Regions from separate parts of the Callithrix jacchus genome. Here region 1 is linked to region 2. A link is a contact called in public Hi-C data. All regions are on one chromosome and are shown on one strand. The core of a region is the stretch at or near the end of the contact, and the rest is flanking DNA. Distances in the headings are between cores, read along the strand shown.

Region 1 (3,941 bases), core at 1,048-3,547, 330 kb after region 2:
AGCTTTGATCTATAGGATAGAGGAGTCGGTGGATAAATTATCATCTCCTTTTCCCTTCCCCACCCACAGTCTGTCACTGCCTGAAGACTGTCCTGATTCACAGCAGTTCATAGAACCTCTCAGAAGACTACCTTTGAGATAAAGTAATCAATCGCACTTGGTACCAAGTGGTGACCAGCAAGGTAATGTGCCCTCAGACTGGCTCTCCCGCCCTGGGATCACACACCCTACCAAAGACAGGTGCATGAGCTCTTGACTCAGCCTCTGCTTTCCATAGAACCCAGGCTGAGGCACATTCTAAAACCCTCCTTGCCTAGTTTCCCTCCTTCTTTCATGGCGGGAAAGTGGGTCCCTTCCATTGATATTCCTCTAAGTTCCACCTTAGGCTTTTCTTGAGGTGTTCTTATTTACATTTAGCACTTTGGTTATCCATTGACTTAACTATTCCTAAATGTTTATCTCCAGCCCTCTCTCCTGAGCACCAGTCCTGGATATCTGTGGCAAGGCATTAGTCCCCCAACATTTATTCTCCATTTCTCCCTCTGAGTAACAGAACCCCCATATATTAGCCAGACACATATGGGCACTCACAACAAAGACCATATGACTCAGTGCCCCCCTTGAAGCTAACTGTGGCTTATGGCAGAGCGGGTCAATGAATGTAAGTGGCAGTCGTGTGTGCACCTTCCAAGTCCTGCATTTCAACAGAAGGTTTGTGGCCTTCCCCTCATCCTTTTCTCTTCCCATTGGCTCCCAAAATACAGGGGTGGTTCCTAGAGTTTCTCTGCTGTTTCTAGAGTGTTGACCTCATCACTAGTCTCTAACGGGGTAAATACTAGAGATGAGGGCAACATGCTAGGAACAGTGGAGCAGCATTACAGTGGGATACTGGCTGCTGACCCCGAGGAACCACCATACATCCACAGATGCTTGGGCCCAGACAATTGCATGTGAAAGAAGCAAACACCTGTTGGTGATATGGGTTTCTGTGACCACAACTGACCCTAAGCCCTAACTGATCTATCAGCTGCCAACTAGTTATCTCCATTTGTTCATCTCAAGCAGTCATAGTTCAGTTTGTCTCCCAGCTCACCTTCCCCCATTGCCTCCTCTAAGTTCCCTGCCCTCAAGCTCTCATTATCTCTCTGAATAGCACTACAGTGTCCCTAAGTTTTCCAAGTCACAACTCTGGGTATAACCCTAGGCCCATCCCTCTTCCTCAGCACCACACCCAACATTTAGTCAGTTACGAGTCCTGTGATGCTACCTCCTAAACGCCTCCAAAATAGTTTCACTTCCCTCCTTCTCTACTCCCACCCTAGTCCATGGCACAGTCATCTCTCACCTGGACCACCACAGCCTCCTAATTGATGCTCATGCCTGGTTTCCTTCCAATATACCTTCCACAATACAAAAGTATTGGAGGGAAACAACCGGCTGGAAGGAGTCTTCTTAAATGCAGACATAATGGGCACATCCCTGCTTAAAACCCTTTAATAGCTTCACATTGCCTTTAGGATAAAAGATTTGTCCATTAGCATAGCTTATACAGAGGGTGAGTATCCTTCGCAGTATGCCTAGGAGAAATCCAGTTTAGGCTAAACCCAGTTTAGGTGCCCTGCATTCATTAGCAACACCCCCTTTCAGGACTCTCTAAAGCATCCTAATGTGGATGATAAACCACATGGTCACCTACTTATATGGCTGCTCATGAGCTGACCTCTGACTGTCCCTCCAGGCTTGCCTCTCTCATGGCAAATCTCTTGTTCCCATTACTATGACCTTTTCATTTAAACCTGCTGTGCTTTCTCTACCTCATGGACTTTGCACATGCCATTCCTCTGCCTGGGATCTTCTCTCTTCTCGTCACAAGGCTGATTCTTGCTCATCCTTTAGGTATTGCTATGGGTTGAACCGTGCCTCCCCCAAATTCCCATGCTAATATCCTAACCCCTAGCACTTCAGAATGTGACCTTGTTTGGAAATATGGTCTTTACAGAGGGTAATCAAGTTAAAATAGGTCAATAGGATGGGCCCTAATCCAGTAAGACTGGTATTCGTATTTAAAAGGATCATTTGGAGACAGACACACACAGGGAGAATGCCATGTAAAACTAAAAGCAGAGATCTGGGTGATGTGTCTATAAGCCAAGGACTGCTAGCAAACAAATGAGCAGAAGTTGATGAGAGGCATGGGAGCAGATTCCTCTGCCACAGCCTTCAGAAGGAACCAACCCTGCTAAGACCTTAATCTCGGAATTCTAGTCTCCAGAACTGGGAGACAATACATTTATGCTGTTTAAGCCACCAAGGCTGTGGTACTTTGTTATGGTAGGTCTAGCTAATTAATAAAAGTATCTGCTTAAACATTACCTCTTTTTCCAGGAAGCCTTCCCTGACCATCCCCCTATACCATCAGATTAGGTGAGGTACCCCTACTACATGTTCCCATTGTACCTTAGATTAATGAAAGCTATGAAAGAGCTTAAAAACCAAATGAGTTTAAAGCCCACTCAGCAACTTACCAACTACATAAGTTTAGGGAAGTAGCTTATAAGAACAAAAAATAATGAAACTTGGAAAAAAGAAAAATTGTGTTGGCTTGATTTCTCACATGGTATTGCAAGCATTTTCCAACAAGCCTCCTCAAACAAAAACCAGACTTTGTACCTTGTCTTGCCCCATATCTGGCACTCCTGGAGAATGTAACTTTGTTATCCTAGTATACTAACAGCCCCAATGTGATAAAAGCAGGCACGCTTTTACAGGTTAGAGTTTAACACTAGAACATATACAATGCTATGATTGTATTCCCTGGTAGAAAATAAGTTTAAGATGCTAAGGTTATAGGGATCTCTGGAAAGTTAATCATTCATGTATCTAACCTAGAAATTTTATTTAACCATTCCTTTTTCTAACTCTGTGTGTGTGTTCTGAGGTGGAGTCTTGCTCTGTCACCCAGGAGTGCAGTGGTGTGATCTCAGCTCACTGCAACCTCCTCCCAGGTTCAAGCAATTCTCCTACCTCAGGGTCCCGAATAGCTGGGACTACAGGCACCCACCCACCTGGCTAATTTTCATATTTTTAGTAGAGATGGGGTTTTGCAATGTTGGCCAGGCTGATCTCAAACTCCTGACCTCAGGATTAAATCCACCCACCTCAGCCTCCCAAAGTGTTGGGATTGCAGGCATGAGCCACAGTGCCTGCTGTATGTTCTTTTAAGCACTCAGGAATTGCTATAGTCCGTTTGTGCCCCCAAAATTTCTATGTTGAAATCCTAACCCCAATGGTGATAGTATTGGGGATTGGGACTTTTGGGGAGTGATCAGGTCAAGGGTGCAGAGCCCTCATGATTGAGATGAGTCTCCTTATAAAAGGGAGCTAGCTCATCCCTTCCACCATGTGAGGATATAGTGGAAATTATCATCAATGAATCAGGAAGCAGACCCTCACCAGACACTGAAGCTGTTAATGCCTTGATCTTGGACTTTCTAGCCTCCAGAACTGTGAGAAACAAATTTCTGTTGTTTATAAGTCACCCAGTCCATGGGATTTTGTGATAGCTTACTAAGACAGGGACCAGCTTCTTTTGTCTTCCTGCTGGTTCCCTTATTAAGGAGTTATACGAAACCACCTTACGTCTTATAATCTGTTTGAAATTCTACCTTAACATCTCACCTCTCTAAAGTTTCAGTCTCTTTCTTTAAAATGAGGACCATCATAGATGTCTCATGGGGGTTTTGTGGGGGCGGGGAGGGGAGGCAGGGATTAAATGGACTAATCCATTGGACATCTCAGTGAATGACTCTCTGATGAAACTCATGGTGGTGGTATAGCTGGTGTATAGCATATTATCTTTGCTTGTGAACCCCAGATGTCCCAGGCCCCACCAGCCTGAGACTAGAATTATAAGACCATTCTCCACTTAGATTCTTTTTCAA
Region 2 (3,785 bases), core at 275-2,774:
AAACAAAGAAAATGGTGGACAACAATTGCCCTTCAAAGTACAGATCCATTTTTAATGTGACAGAAATTTGTCAAGATATTGAAAAGATCAGAGCTCCAAAGAAATGTGCCAAAGCATCCAAAAGAGCATTGAAGGGCAAGTCCTACCTCTAATGAAAGGTGTTTACAAAGGCTATGTGGGGCAGCACCCACAGGTGCTGAAAAAGAGTGGCTGAGATTTGCTAATGACATTTTCTTAAGGGGAGAGGAAACAGCCTCTACAGATCTCGTGTTTACAGGTCCACCCCAAAGAAACCTTCTCTTTCTAGAAGAGGCATCCCAAACAGGCTTTTTGTTACTCTAGTAGATCCTGGTGATGTTTCACAAATGTGCTCTCCTGGGCTAACAATAACAGCCTAACACTCTTAATTGAATTAACAGTCTAAGTTTTTCCTTAAAAGAACAAGCTGGAGAACCTCGTCATTAGGGCCCCAAAACTGACAAACAATCCAGGTTATGAAAGCTTCTATTCTGAAGGGAGAATAAGGCTGGGAAATATTTGACAACTCCCACAGGCAAAAAGCTATCTGGGTGGGTTTAGAATAAATACCTCACTTAGCAATCCTCAGCCACACATCTCTTTAGTCACAGAGGTTTAGGGCAAAACTGTTTTTAATTTCATACACGAGTGCTCTTAGGGGATATACCATTGGCACAATGGACACTCCTCTGCAAACCTTCATAACTTCTTAATCTTTATAATTTTTTAAATTAAATTATTTTAAATTTTAAAAAATTAAAAAAAATTTTTAAATTTAAATTAGTCTGTGGGGGGGGACTAGGGGAGGGACAGTGGGGGTTAGGGAGAAACTAATGTTTATAATTCTAAGGAGATCTATCTTCTTAGTCAATTTCACATAAGGATCCTAAGGATTAGGTTTATTACATCTCTTAGCAAGATAGAAATAAATTGGAAACTAGAGATGATTCTTACATGATCACTCCTGTCTTTAAAAATGACTCTTGGTTATCCCCAAACCATATAAAAAACCTAGTTCTCCCTCCCAGATTTCAGTAAGATCAAGTAACAGGAAGACAGAATGCCTAGGCCTGGGAGATTAAAAACACAGTTTCAGCTGTGAACAAGGAGGACTCAACAGAAATGGCTCTCTGTAAATATAAACAATACGTGAAGCTTCCTTTCCAAAAGCATTTGCCTCAGCTGACCTTGGGACATATTTCCCTGGCCTAGTTATAAAGAGCATAGTCTCAAGGGTAAAGCCACTAATCGTCTCTTCTAGCCAGCAGCTTTTCCTAGACTGGGATCTGTGTCTTTCTTGTCTTTTTCGAAAGAGCAATGACAGACTCATCAGATTTACAAAACCAAAATTGCTCACAGACAAAAAAATAGTGACTAGCTAAACATGCTAAGCCTTACCAAGCCTCTCCTCATCTCAGGTCAGGAACTGGGTGGATCCCTGAAATATATATAGTCTTCATTCCCAAACTCAACATTCATCCAGCTGTCAAAGAAACAATGGTTTTGCAAGCCCTGCTTATCATGTTTCTGGATTTGCTAAGAAGGGCCACTATGAAAAAAGGAGGAATCATTCAAGCCTGCTCTCTATCTGCCTCTAAACTATAACTCGATCACAATGATTTCTTGTTGTTGTTGTTAAGCTTTCATCTGTATGACAACAGAAAGTGACAAAGGATCTAGGGTTTCACTCCCATTGTAAAACACCTTTAGTCTCCCAGGAATCTATTAAACAGAACCAATTTAATCACACTGACCTCCCCAGCCAAAGCAATGTGAGGGACTAACTCCTAATTGATGGGAAAAAAAGTTTCCAAAGACGAAACAAATATAGTGCCATATTCAATTCTTTTTTAAACATACAGCACTAGGCAGACACAAGTTTCTGTTCTAAGCATCTTCAAAAAGATATCACGCCAAAAGTTCCCCACAGATCATTTTGAATGGAGGAGTCTTTTAGTCCTCAAAGAATGCTTAAGTTTCTCTCTTTACTTAATTATAGCTATCACAGAAGAGCTGGTTTCATGTGAAAAATATGGTCTTCACTAAGCTTTAAAGTTTCTTTCCAAACATGCTGATAGAATCATCAGAAGTCCTAGGAGGTCAATTTCGCTTTGAGCCGCCTCTAAATGATTAAGAGGGAAGAAGGTCAATCTTGCTGTCAGCAGACAGCTGGAGCGCTGCAACTGTTTAGAAGCAATCTTGGCAAAGAACAAAGCAGCCAGTCATGACCCTTTCCACCTTGGTGTTTGCTGAAACGATATCCCTCATCTCCCCATATGAAATCATGGGTCACTGGGCACATCAGGCTGTTGCCCAGAAGAGATAATTAGGAGCACAAACAAAACTGAGAAGCAGTGGCCATGCCCAGGAGATCAGGATGTGACTCAGTATCTGTTCCACCAAAATCAAAAACAACTTATGTTACCTAGGAAGGGTATTCAACAGCAGCCTTGCTGGTAATGGCAAGAGATCAGAAAACATCTAAACAGTCCAGGAATGGAGAGATTGGTCACACACATGATGGTACACATAACAAAAGACTGTAGGGGCCAATCTATATGTACGGCTAGGGAAGAATCTGTAAGACACACGTCAGTGAAAAGTGAGGTGTCTCTTAGTATACTACGCCATGCTACCATCTGTGTAAAACAGAAAGGGCTACAATGACTTAGAGTTCATATAAGCACAGACTATCTCCAGAAGGATATTCCAGAGACTAGTACTGGTGCCTGTCTCCGGGGAAAGGGAGTGAGAGGGAGGATGGGAAGAAACTGATGTTTACCTTTACACTTTGTGGGATGATTTGAATTTTTAAAAATCATTTATTCTTTCAATCAGCAAATAATTACTGAGAACCTGCTTTATGCCAGACCAGTTCTAGGCCATGGGTAGAGAACAAAGAACAAGATAGATGAAGAGAGAGATCCAAGATGGCTGATTACTAGCAGCTCGGGATTGTAGCTCCCAGTGAAAGCGCAGAGACCGAGAGGACGCCACACTTTCAGACAAATTTTTGTTGCTCACGGATCAGGAGATTCCTAGCAGAGGAGCCCCACGGGTCGCCAGCGCGACTCTTGTGACTGGCGTGGTGGTTTTGCCCACACCCCGGCTCAGCGGTTCTCAGTGCAGAGTAAACAGGACTGGCTCCCCTTTTGGTTGATGTTTGGAGCTCCAGGAAGGCAGAGTCGCCTATTCAGCTGATTGAAAAAGGGACTCAAGAAGAAAGCCAGATTGGAGATTCCAGGGCAGAAAAGCACCATGAATCTTAATGCTGCTGTTTTAGCCGGCACAGTGGGTTGCTCAGATTCTGGCGCTGGGAATCAACAAGTTGGACATCCACTCAGAGACCTAATTTGAAAGTCGGTAATTACAAAGACGACAGGTGGATAAATTTACAATGATGGGATAAACCAGCATAAAAAGGCTGAGAATACCCAAAATCAGAATGCCTCTCCCTCTGCGGGGGATCACAGTTCCTCATCAACAAGGGAACAAGGCCTGATGGAGAATGAGTGCGTTCCAGTAACAGAATTAGGCTTCAGAAAGTGGGTAACAAGAAACTTCTGTGAGTTAAAAGAGCATGTTCTAGCCCAATGTAAAGAAACTAAGAACCTTGAAAAAAGGTTTGACAAAATCCTAACGAGAATAGACAATCTAGAGAGGAATATAAGTGAATTAATGGAACTGAAGAATACAATGAGAACTCCACGAATTATGCACAGGTTTTAACAGTTGAATTGATCAAGCAGAAGAAAGGATATCAGAAG

The links. A called contact is a pair of places that touch in the nucleus more often than the background predicts.
Region 1: a Hi-C map of induced pluripotent stem cells shows a contact between it and region 2, with 5 times the contacts expected there. The contact joins two enhancer-like sites. A contact is called at or near these places in 2 of 3 Hi-C or Micro-C datasets (induced pluripotent stem cells and skeletal muscle).

What each region holds. Positions count from the first base shown.
Region 1 is chr12:97,217,949-97,221,889 of calJac240_pri, forward strand. The region is part of intron 3 of CFAP43 (cilia and flagella associated protein 43); the gene reads right to left. Among named protein-coding and RNA genes, the nearest start is that of CFAP43, 13 kb to the right of the region's middle. Within about 2 kb of position 2,298, at least 3 of the 16 cell types and tissues checked have an H3K27ac peak or open chromatin away from gene starts, as enhancers often do.
Region 2 is chr12:96,887,702-96,891,486 of calJac240_pri, forward strand. All of the region lies in intron 7 of STN1 (STN1 subunit of CST complex), which reads right to left. Among named protein-coding and RNA genes, the nearest start is that of STN1, 30 kb to the right of the region's middle. Within about 2 kb of position 1,525, at least 4 of the 16 cell types and tissues checked have an H3K27ac peak or open chromatin away from gene starts, as enhancers often do.